Linked DNA regions of Mus musculus: region 1 is linked to region 2. The links are chromatin contacts, called in public Hi-C maps. All regions are on one chromosome and are shown on one strand. Each heading gives the region's core, a stretch centred on a gene start, on an enhancer-like site or on the middle of the called end of the contact. The rest is flanking DNA. Distances are from core to core; before and after follow the strand shown. Region 1 overlaps Gm38475 (a long non-coding RNA gene). Region 2 overlaps Gm38475 (a long non-coding RNA gene).

What was found. Hi-C and Micro-C count contacts between places; a contact is called where the count stands out from the background.
Region 1: a contact with region 2 is called in a Hi-C map of the N1E-115 cell line, with 3 times the contacts expected there. The contact joins two enhancer-like sites. A contact is called at or near these places in 3 of 484 Hi-C or Micro-C datasets (the N1E-115 cell line, embryonic fibroblasts and nephron progenitors), 1 of 115 datasets of contacts at active chromatin or transcription factors (neural progenitor cells) and 1 of 9 other capture datasets (embryonic stem cells).

Annotation. Positions count from the first base shown.
Region 1 is chr6:145,589,350-145,594,054 of GRCm38.p6, forward strand. The region is part of intron 1 of Gm38475 (a long non-coding RNA gene); the gene reads right to left. Among named protein-coding and RNA genes, the nearest start is that of Gm38475, 23 kb to the right of the region's middle. Within about 2 kb of position 2,827, at least 29 of the 459 cell types and tissues checked have an H3K27ac peak or open chromatin away from gene starts, as enhancers often do. A contact at or near this core is called in the N1E-115 cell line, where this site is marked.
Region 2 is chr6:145,479,773-145,484,573 of GRCm38.p6, forward strand. The region is part of intron 2 of Gm38475 (a long non-coding RNA gene); the gene reads right to left. Among named protein-coding and RNA genes, the nearest start is that of Gm15499, 39 kb to the left of the region's middle. Within about 2 kb of position 2,424, at least 41 of the 459 cell types and tissues checked have an H3K27ac peak or open chromatin away from gene starts, as enhancers often do. A contact at or near this core is called in the N1E-115 cell line, where this site is marked.

The DNA.
Region 1 (4,705 bases), core at 1,577-4,076, 110 kb after region 2:
CACCAAACTTCATTTAGTTATGAATTCTTTCATCCAAAAACTACTTGTTGGCACCTGTACAGAAGATTAAAGCTCATGGCAGGAGTTCTAAATGTTATACACATATAGAGTCATGAGCGTATAGACAGGGCCCGCAAGGTGGCTCAGCGGGTACAGGCCACCAAGCTTGATGTGTTGTCATCCCCAGAACCCACTGGCAGGAGAGAGCTGACTCCAATACTTGATTTTCTGACCTCCATACATGCGCCATGGGCATGTGCACAAATAAATAGGGGTAATTGAACAATTAAAATCATCCCTTTAATGTAAAGGGATAAAAAATATTTAAAGTGCTTCACAAAATTTACAAGATAGCCTTTCTTCTACATTTCTGGTCATAACTGCTTTTCTATTAGATGGAATGCACATGGCAGCCCTGACCTCTGAACTCTGAGGGAGTGTGACGATCCAGCCTGTCACTCGAGAAAGCTCCTCTCCTCCCTGTGTTCATATGAAAGGCATGGCATTCAGAGCAAGCCATGAGTTCTTAGTGAAAATGAAATCTGCTTTGCATTAATTGTTTCACAATGTCCAGTAAAATGGTATGCATGGAGTTATATAATTATAACCATGTGATTATTTGTATTTAAACCCTAAAATTAACTCCATTACAATCTTTTCAATTTTATTTCCTCACAAAGTACAGATGACTATCATTAAATAACTTCATTCATGGCATGATTTCTTAGCTCTGAGGATAAATAAGGCTATGTGGCCAAGGCCACAAGAACTCAAGTTTGTCTGGGACCTTAATCACCATGCTTTCCCAAAGAAGAGGGCCTGGGAAGGGAGAGGGGCCATGCTGTCCATGAGAGTGATCCACCACCAACAGAATGCAGTTCTCCATCTCTGCTTCAATCACTGACCACAGGAAGCTCCTCAGTAAATTACAGCCATTTGGAGTCATTTTTCTGATCACATTACCACAAGAGGATTTTTTTTTCTTTTAGCTCATCATTTCAGAAACACTCCTTAGAAATGGCAGCACTGATAAAAGCATGGTGCTAGGTCTTAGCAGTGAGGATTTCGCTCTGTAAGTGCAAAGTCAAAACTGTGGACAGAGTCAGGCGTTGCCGTCCACATACATACATTCTGCACCAGTTAGTTGTTGTCAACTTGACACAAACCTAAATATATCTAGGAAGAAGGAATCTCAACTGAGGAACTGTCTCCATCAGACTGTCCTGTGAGCATGTCTATGGGACATTTTCTTGATTAATGGTTGATGTGGGTGGTCCCATCCCATGGCAAATGGTCCTGGGTTGTATAAGGAAGGAGGTTGAGCAAGCCACCGGGAACGAACCAGTAGGCAGCACTGTCCCGTGACGGTTCCTGAGTCTGCTCCTGCTTGCGCTCCTGCCTGACCTCCCTCAGTGATAGACTGTGGTCAGGACCTGGAAGTCAAGTAAACCCTTTCCTCCCCCAGGCTGCTTTGGCTGCGGTGTTTATCCCAGCAACAGAAGCAAACGAAGGCACCTGCAATCCCAGTGCTTGGAAGGTAGAAGCAGGACGGTCAGGAGTTCAAAGCCAGCCTCAGCTACGTAGCAAATTGGAGGCCTACCTGGGCAGAAAGAGACTCTGTCTCAAACAAACAAACCAATGAAGAGGAAGGTGGCAGCCTAAATTGTGAGGCTGAGCTGGGAACCAGCTCCTTGGCAGGCAGGCAGGAAGACCCATCTGTGTTTCAGAAAAACAAGCATTTTATATGCAAAATGCAAGCAATAAATCACATAGACTGAGGGAAGGACACCATTTGGCACACACTCCATCCCAGACCTAACACGGAGTCTCCATAACTCAGTTCTAATACAACACCCTGCGAGGACCCCTGTAAGAGCCACCTCTGAGATAGGCACAGCAAGGAGGAGGAAGAGCCCTGGAGACCTTCCATCCTGAGAGAAAACCAGACTGACAGGAGGAAGGAGAGAGCTACCTTTTGTTGTTTAAGGTTCCAGGGAAATGACTGATTACAAGACATCTCAGTCTGTTGGACTAGGGTGGACACTGGGTCCGCTTTGAAGCACAACTGGCCCCATCCTGAGAGCTCTTTCACCTCTGCAGGCTGTTGGTCAGGGTCACGGTGTAGGTTAGGGGATGTTTTGTTTTTCTAGATGAGGAATGAAGCTGTAGTGCCCACCTCCCCAGAAAATTAGGAAAAACATAAATGAAAAAGCCAACGGAATATGGAAACGTCCCAGCATGCCTTTCTCTGAAGTTAATCTTCTAGCTTTACAGACCAAATCAATTCTACCCCTGTTGATCTGGGAGACTGCTCCAGTAGATCAAAGGACCTAATCCCCTTTTTTCCCTAGGAAAACACATTGTTTCAATCTGTTCTTCTCTCTGGCTTTGGTTGTAAGACTTCCCCTAACTGGCAACAGTAGTTGTATTTGTGTGAGTGACCCAACCAGATTACATGTTTGCTTTGTGGGTTTCAACATGATATGCAGATAATGACTGCTGTGCACTAACCCTTAAAATGGTCTATTTCTTAGAAGAGGTTGGCTAAAATTCATAAAACATATACCTAACATCATGTAATTTCTCAGGCATTTAACCCTACAGTTATGTATGAAGAATTGTTTTGCCAGGAAAAAGTTAGCCTTACATTCTCTAAATGACCCTCATGCCTTTGCGGTAGTGTCCCCTAGATTAGTGTTTCCTGGAAAGAAAAGAGATGGGTCGATCTCTTCAGGAATGCTTTCCTCCCAGTCATTAGGATTGATAGAATTGAAAGATGGAATTCGGTAGGGAACTGTGTGGCAGAGTTCCCTATCTCTGGGAGAGGCTCACTAAGCCCAAACTGTGGGCGCGGTCTGCCCTCTGTCCCTCATGCACTGCCAGCCAGCTGGGGCCACTCCAGGAGTGAGTGGTCTGTCAGCCCCAGGTTTGCTGAGAAAGCTCAGGACTGAGGTATGGGCCCCCAGGGAGGAGCATCACTGGACTCTACAAGGCGTAACTTCTTACTTCCCATTTTACGGCTGTATTTGCTGCTGGCAAGCTGATTAGAAAACCCTCCTCCACAAGCAGTCCTTACCAACACTGCAGGCCACTGGTCTCCTGGAATTGTCCTAGCTAGACTCTCTCTAGACAGACACTCTATCTAGAATCTCTCTAATGGCTTCTTAACAATTCTAGGACCTGGTCTTAGCAGTCCTCGCTGTAACACACACTGCTCTGCAAGTGCCAAAGGCCTGTGCGCTCCCTAAGGAGACTACGTCTGCCGGTGTCTGTGATCCCAGGTTTTATTTCCACTGTCAGTCAGCCCACATTTACTGAACTGTAGGCTCCCGCCTGCTGAGGGCCAGCCCCTTCCCCTCCCGTACGCTTTTCAAAAATGACTCCGCAGATCTGTTTGTAAAAGAGTTTCTAAACTAGCAGACACATGATGCTCCTCACAGCAAGACCTGCATTAAAGGCAGTGGGCTGAGTCTTTCCCTAGATGCTTTCTGTTGCAGTGACAAACACCATATCCAAAAGCAAGATGGGGAAGAAATTTCAGCTCACAAATTACAGCCCATTATGGAGGGAAGCCAAGGCAGGAGCTTGGAGCAGAAGCCATGGATAAACACTTCTTATTGACTTGCTCCATCTGGCTCCTGCTCAGCCTACTTTCTTTTTTTTTTTTTTTTTTTTTTTTTTTTTTTTTTTTTTTTTTTTACAGAAAATCATTATTTAATGATAGGATAGCTGTGGTTGCACAAATGTATAATCTCAGAGTTTAAATAAAAATAAAGCAGGAAAACCAGGAATTCATGGTTAACCTTGGCTAGAGGAAAGGAGAAACTGTCTCAAAACATAACAAGAATAGCAACAAACAAAAACAATAGCAAACAAAACACACTTCACATAAAATAGATCATTGAACTTTTAGAGTTGGTCATTTAGTAGCAGTGGACCTATTTTTTTTCCAAAGAAGACATTCTTGCCCACTTGTCAATGAGACCTTTTGAATATATTCTTTCTTTATGTTTCCTTATCAGTTCCTTATTTTTAACGTTTTATTTGCTCACATGCTGCATATCTGTTGGTTTATATATGCTGGAGCCTATTCAGAATGAGGGATTCCAAACCTGACAAGAGAAATATTAGCAGCACAAGGGCCACACAGCTGTGATTCTCACCCATTCAGCCTACTTTCTTATACAACCCAGGACCATCTACTTGGGGAAGACACTGCCCACAGTGGTCTGGGCCTTCCCATATCCATCAACAACCAGGACCATCCCCACAGGCCAGCCTGATCTGGAAAAATCATTGCGTTGTTGGAACAAGCCTTTTTTAGGTGGCTCTAGGTTGTGTCGAGTCAACAAAACGGACTAGGATACTTCTTGCCATATCATTCCTTCAGTTATAATGACCCGGTGGGCAAAGGACTTGAGGGCCTGAGTTCAAATCTCTAGCACTCACCCATGTAACAAGTTAGGCATAATAGCATGAACCTATAATTCCAGCACTAAAGAGACAGAAATAAGAGGATTCCTGGAGCTTTCCCACAAGCCAGTTGGGCTGATCAATAAGTTCTAGGGTGGTGAGAAACCCTGTTTCAAAGAATAGGGTGGGGAGCTATAGAGGAAGTGACCTAACAATGACCATACACACACACATACACACACACACACACACACACACAGAGGCATCTGTGGTTTGTAAGATGCAGGACCCA
Region 2 (4,801 bases), core at 1,174-3,673:
TGCAAGAAGATCCCGGGGAACACCGTTGTGTTTTGTTTTGCTTTGTTTTGTTGTTGTTGTTGTTTTTGTTTTAATTAACCACTTTTGAAATCCTAAAACTGAGAGAGAGGAGGCTAGACATGATTAGGGCTTTACCAAATCGAATGCATGCTCCCCAAACTCTAACCTCTTTCCTGCGTCATGCCTAGACTCTGCTGCCTCTGGGTTTGACATTAAAGCCAGGCTGGCCTGTGTGGCAGCCTCTCTGGGTCCTTCCCACTTCTGCTGGAATCCTCATGAGAAAGTGTCCCTTCCTATCACCAGAGAGCTCCTGGGGGAGGTGGCATTTCAGTCCTTCTTTGGATGGGGAGAAGTTGTTGGTATTATAGCATAGGAAGGTTTATAGTCCAGTAGCCGACCTTTTCCCCTTCAGCATCCTGCTGTAAGTGCAGGTTTTCTCACGCGAGGCCAACACTTTATCGCTGACATCTAACCAAATAGAACCACAGGTAAGAACAGAAGGAAACAATCAAGACAGGAGGCATCGTGTCACGAAGACCTGAACAAAATCACATCCAGAGTAAAGTGCTGGAGACAGACAATGCTTCAGGACAGGAACTCAGGGCCATACTTATCTGCAGAATAAACAGCATCTCAGAGAAATAACCTAGCCCTGGCCTGAGCTGGGGAATCCAAGTAAACTAAACATAGGACACAAAGAGCCTTCTTCTATGCTGGGCTGGAAATTTAAAAAAAAAAGAAACAAAAGAAGCCAAAAGAAGGAGGCAGGACAGTGTTAGACCAGGGTAACCATGAAAGGTGTGGGTACACTTCCCTGCACTGCAGTGAGAACCCCAGGACCCTTTCTGTTCTTCAAAGGACTTAGTGCATCCATATGCTAAGGGAGAGAAGTTTCTAAGCAGGTGATTCAGACCTGCAGTCCCAGCTCCTGGATGGTAGAGGCGAGAAGATCAGGACATCAAAGTGTCTGGTAAATGCTGTGTTGTCTGGAGAAACAGGCTAACCAGGTGTGCCTTCCTCCATGACTCTGGCTAGACAATGGCAGGCTGATGGCCAGGACACTGAACTGGAAGAGGCCAAATACTTGGGTGCAAAGAGAAGAATGAAGGGCATGAAGGACCTGAGCAGAGAGCAATCTGGTCAGGGCGGAGGTCAGCACGATCGAGGGGAGGAGGAGTCAGCAGGTCAAGGGGAGGGGTCAGTACAGTCAAAGGGAGGGGTCAGTACAGTCAAAGGGAGGGGCCATGGGGTCAAGGGGAAGAGTGAACAGGTCAAGGGGAAGGACCAGTAGGTCAAGGGGAGGGGTCATTGGGTCAAGGGGAGGAATGAACAGGTCAAGGGGAGGGATCAGCACAGTCGAGGGGAGGGGTCTGAACTGATTTGTCCAGTGTATTTTGTTTTACTGCTGTTTTCCGTCACACCAGAACAGGTAGCAGCCTCATTTTTGTCATCTGTTCATACTGATGAGGTCTTGGGGTCCTTAAGACAACAAATTTCCAGCTAGGAAAACAATAAGGATTAAACATAGTAGCTTAAGACCAACAAATAAAAACAAAACAAAACAAAACAAAATAAATAAACAAAAAACCCTAAAAGCTGGGCAATGATGGCACATGCCTTTAATCCCAGCACTTGGGAGCCAGAAGCAGGTGGATTTCTGAGTTTGAGGCCAGCCTGGTCTACAGAGTGAGTTCCAGGACAGCCATGGTTATACAGAGAAACCCTGTCTCAAAATAAATAAATAAATAAGACCAACAAATATTTAAAAGTAAATGAAACAAACAACAACCAAAAAAAAAACCTAGTAAAATTCACAACTTTACAGGAGAGCTAAGGAACTTGTAGCCCTTAGAAATTAAAACTATGAATCTGTACTTCTCTGCATTTGAATGTTCTGTGCTTTATTTAACTGAAGCAATTTTTAAAACCGGCATCTTACAGCATTATAAAGCACCTTAGAATCATATGCGAAATAAAAACTTCAAATAAAGCAAGTTGTTGAATTACAATCACAATTGCAACGCGCGTGCACGCGCGCATACACACACACACACACACACACACACACACAGAGGCAACAGCAGCAGAAGAGGAGGAGGCAGAGGAGACGGCAGCAGCGGTGGCAGAGGCAGCAGCAGCACACATGCTCCACTGTAGCCTTTGCAGCCGCTTCAGGCTATACAAAAACACAATATCAACAGCAACTTTCCGTCCAGTGAAATGGACACGGCGTGCCAAGCTCTTTACAAGTCCATAACGAGTGAGCACAGTCTGGACGGAGCAGAACTGCCACGGTGGGTGGTCCCGAGCGAGCGTGTGCAGCTCAGTCATCCATGGCCAGGATTGTCTTGGCAGGGAAGGGCAGGCCCGTGAGGCCCTTGCCCGGTTTCCCCAATCCGGTAGCAGGGCCTCTCTTCCCTACATTCCTTTGCTGCAGACAAATCGCAGCCCTCCAGCCTTCTCTCAGCTGTTGGAAGGCTCTGCCATCTGACATGCCTAAGTGGATTCGTACCAGGTCCATCTGTATGTCCTTCCAGCATTACACTGAGGTCAGAGCTTCACAAAGGAACTTGGTCTGGGAGACTAAGCCAGAGAGGAAAACTTCTCCTCTTAGTCAACATGCTATTGCTGTTTTAAACACGAGGCAATGAGAATATAAAGAGGAAACACTTATTTCACCCCAAGTTTTGAGGGTTTGGTCCACGGTCTGGTGGGGACCCATAGCTTTGGGCTCATGACTACAACAGTGTAGCTGGGGTGAGGGACACACGTTAGAGTTGGTGTAAAAAGAAGAGGGACCTGGATCCTATGATCCCTTCAGGAGCAAGCTGTGGTGCTCAGGAGTCTTCTCTCCAGGCCTTAGCAGTAAGGCCTCCATGCAGAGGACTGAGCCTGACCCATGAGCACCCCGAGTCATGCAGATCCCATCACAGCGCCATCTTATCCGCGAGGAAACGACACTCTGCTGGGGACTGGTTCTAATGCTCTGATTTAATAGGGAATCTGTGTATCCAAAGCTCAAGGTCCTTGTCCCCAATTGGTTTTTGATTGATCAATAAAGAGGCCAGCGGCCAATGGTTGGACAACAGGAGATGGGGTGGGAGCCTTAGGTTTGCGTGGGCTGGGACAGGGAGGAGAGGAGGATGACCATGATTCGGAGGGAGGCGGGTCAGACTGAGGGAGGCGGGTCAGATTTAGAGCTGCAGAAGGAAAATCATTTGAGATGTGGGTGAGAAGGAATGCGGCCCCCGAAAGGGTTGCCCAGAAGGAACAGGGCAGCAAGGGCAGATCATGGGGCTAGAGAGTGTTGTGTCAGGCGTACCGGAGGGAAATCTATGATAGTCGGGCAGCTAGCCAGGGCATTTCAAAAATAAGCTAATGTGTGTGTCTTTCACTCGTAGATCCAAAGACTTCCTGGGCGGGTGGGTGGAAGCACACAACCCTGCTGGGAGCCAAAGCTGTTGTAAGCTAAAAACTCTCTGCTACAACACTCAAAGTATGTTTTCCTGTCTATCATTTTTAGAGCAGTAAGTGTTCCTGAGAAATTTCAGAGAATGTAAGAGAGGTATAAAATCCACTCAAGATCTGATTGGCATCATTGCAGGTCTGCAGTACGTCCAGCTCTGGGCCACGTCTGTCACTTGGTAACGAGCCATCTGGAAGCCCCCCCTCCCCCCCATTTTTTTAAATGACTGAGCTCTGGAGATTTAGCTTGGTTGGTGAAGTGCTTGTCTAGCAAGACATAGCCCTGGTTCAGTGCCCAGCACCAAATAAACCGGGGCTAATGGCACAAATCTGTAATCCCAGAATTCAGGAGACGAAGGCAAAGGGCTCAGGAATCAAGTCATTCTATAGTAATATAGTAAGTTTTCTGGCCAGCCTGGGTTAAACAGACCCTTACTGAAAAAGAGGAGAGGAGGGGATAGAGTAGGAGAGGAGGGGAGGAAAGCAGAGGGGAGGGGGGAGGGATGGGAAGGGGAGGGCACAGGAGGAGTGGAGCAGAGCTGAGCTGAGCCTGTTATAAGTTGAACACTTAGGATTTTCTTGAAGTTTTTTTTTTTTTAATAGCTGGATATTTTTATACCTGTATATAATTGTTTTGATCGAATCCCCCTCCCATGCCCTCCCAACTTTTCTCTTCCAGCTTCAGGGGCTCTGTTTTAAAACTCACCAACTATACTAGCGCCCCTGTACACGCACAGCCATATGGGACCATGTGCTGGATGGTGCTCCAGGGACCACTTCCCTGAAGGAAGCCTATTCTCTCTCTTCTAGCAGGCTTCAATTGCCAATAGCTCCCTGGCTGAAAGTGGAACTTCCCCATCCATGCTGGTGTTTTGGCTGCTGTGTTCTTATGTAGGGCTTATGCATGCAATCTATTAGCTCATGTGTCAAAAAGCCCTGTGGTGTTCAGCAAATGAGGTTTCACTGTGGCTCTCCACTACTCCTGATAGAATTCTTTTGGCCCCTCTGGTGCCATGAGCCCTGAGCCCTGGGAGGTGGGGGGAGTGCGAGGGTGGTGGTGGAGGAGGGTGATAGAGATGTCTCATTTTGAGATTAGTACTCCACAGCCTATTAATTAATCTCTGTACACTGACCAGATGTGACTCTCTGGATTGATTCACATCTAACTGTAGAGGAAGGTTCTTTGATAAGGTTGAACAGAACACTAATCTACTGATATAAACATGAGGACTAGGAGGTCAGTTTAATGCTTTGTTCGTTTAGCAGAATGAGAGCATAAAGTTCTCCCCTTGGGCTTATGATCCATTTAACCAATAGGAAAGTAGCTGGTTACCCC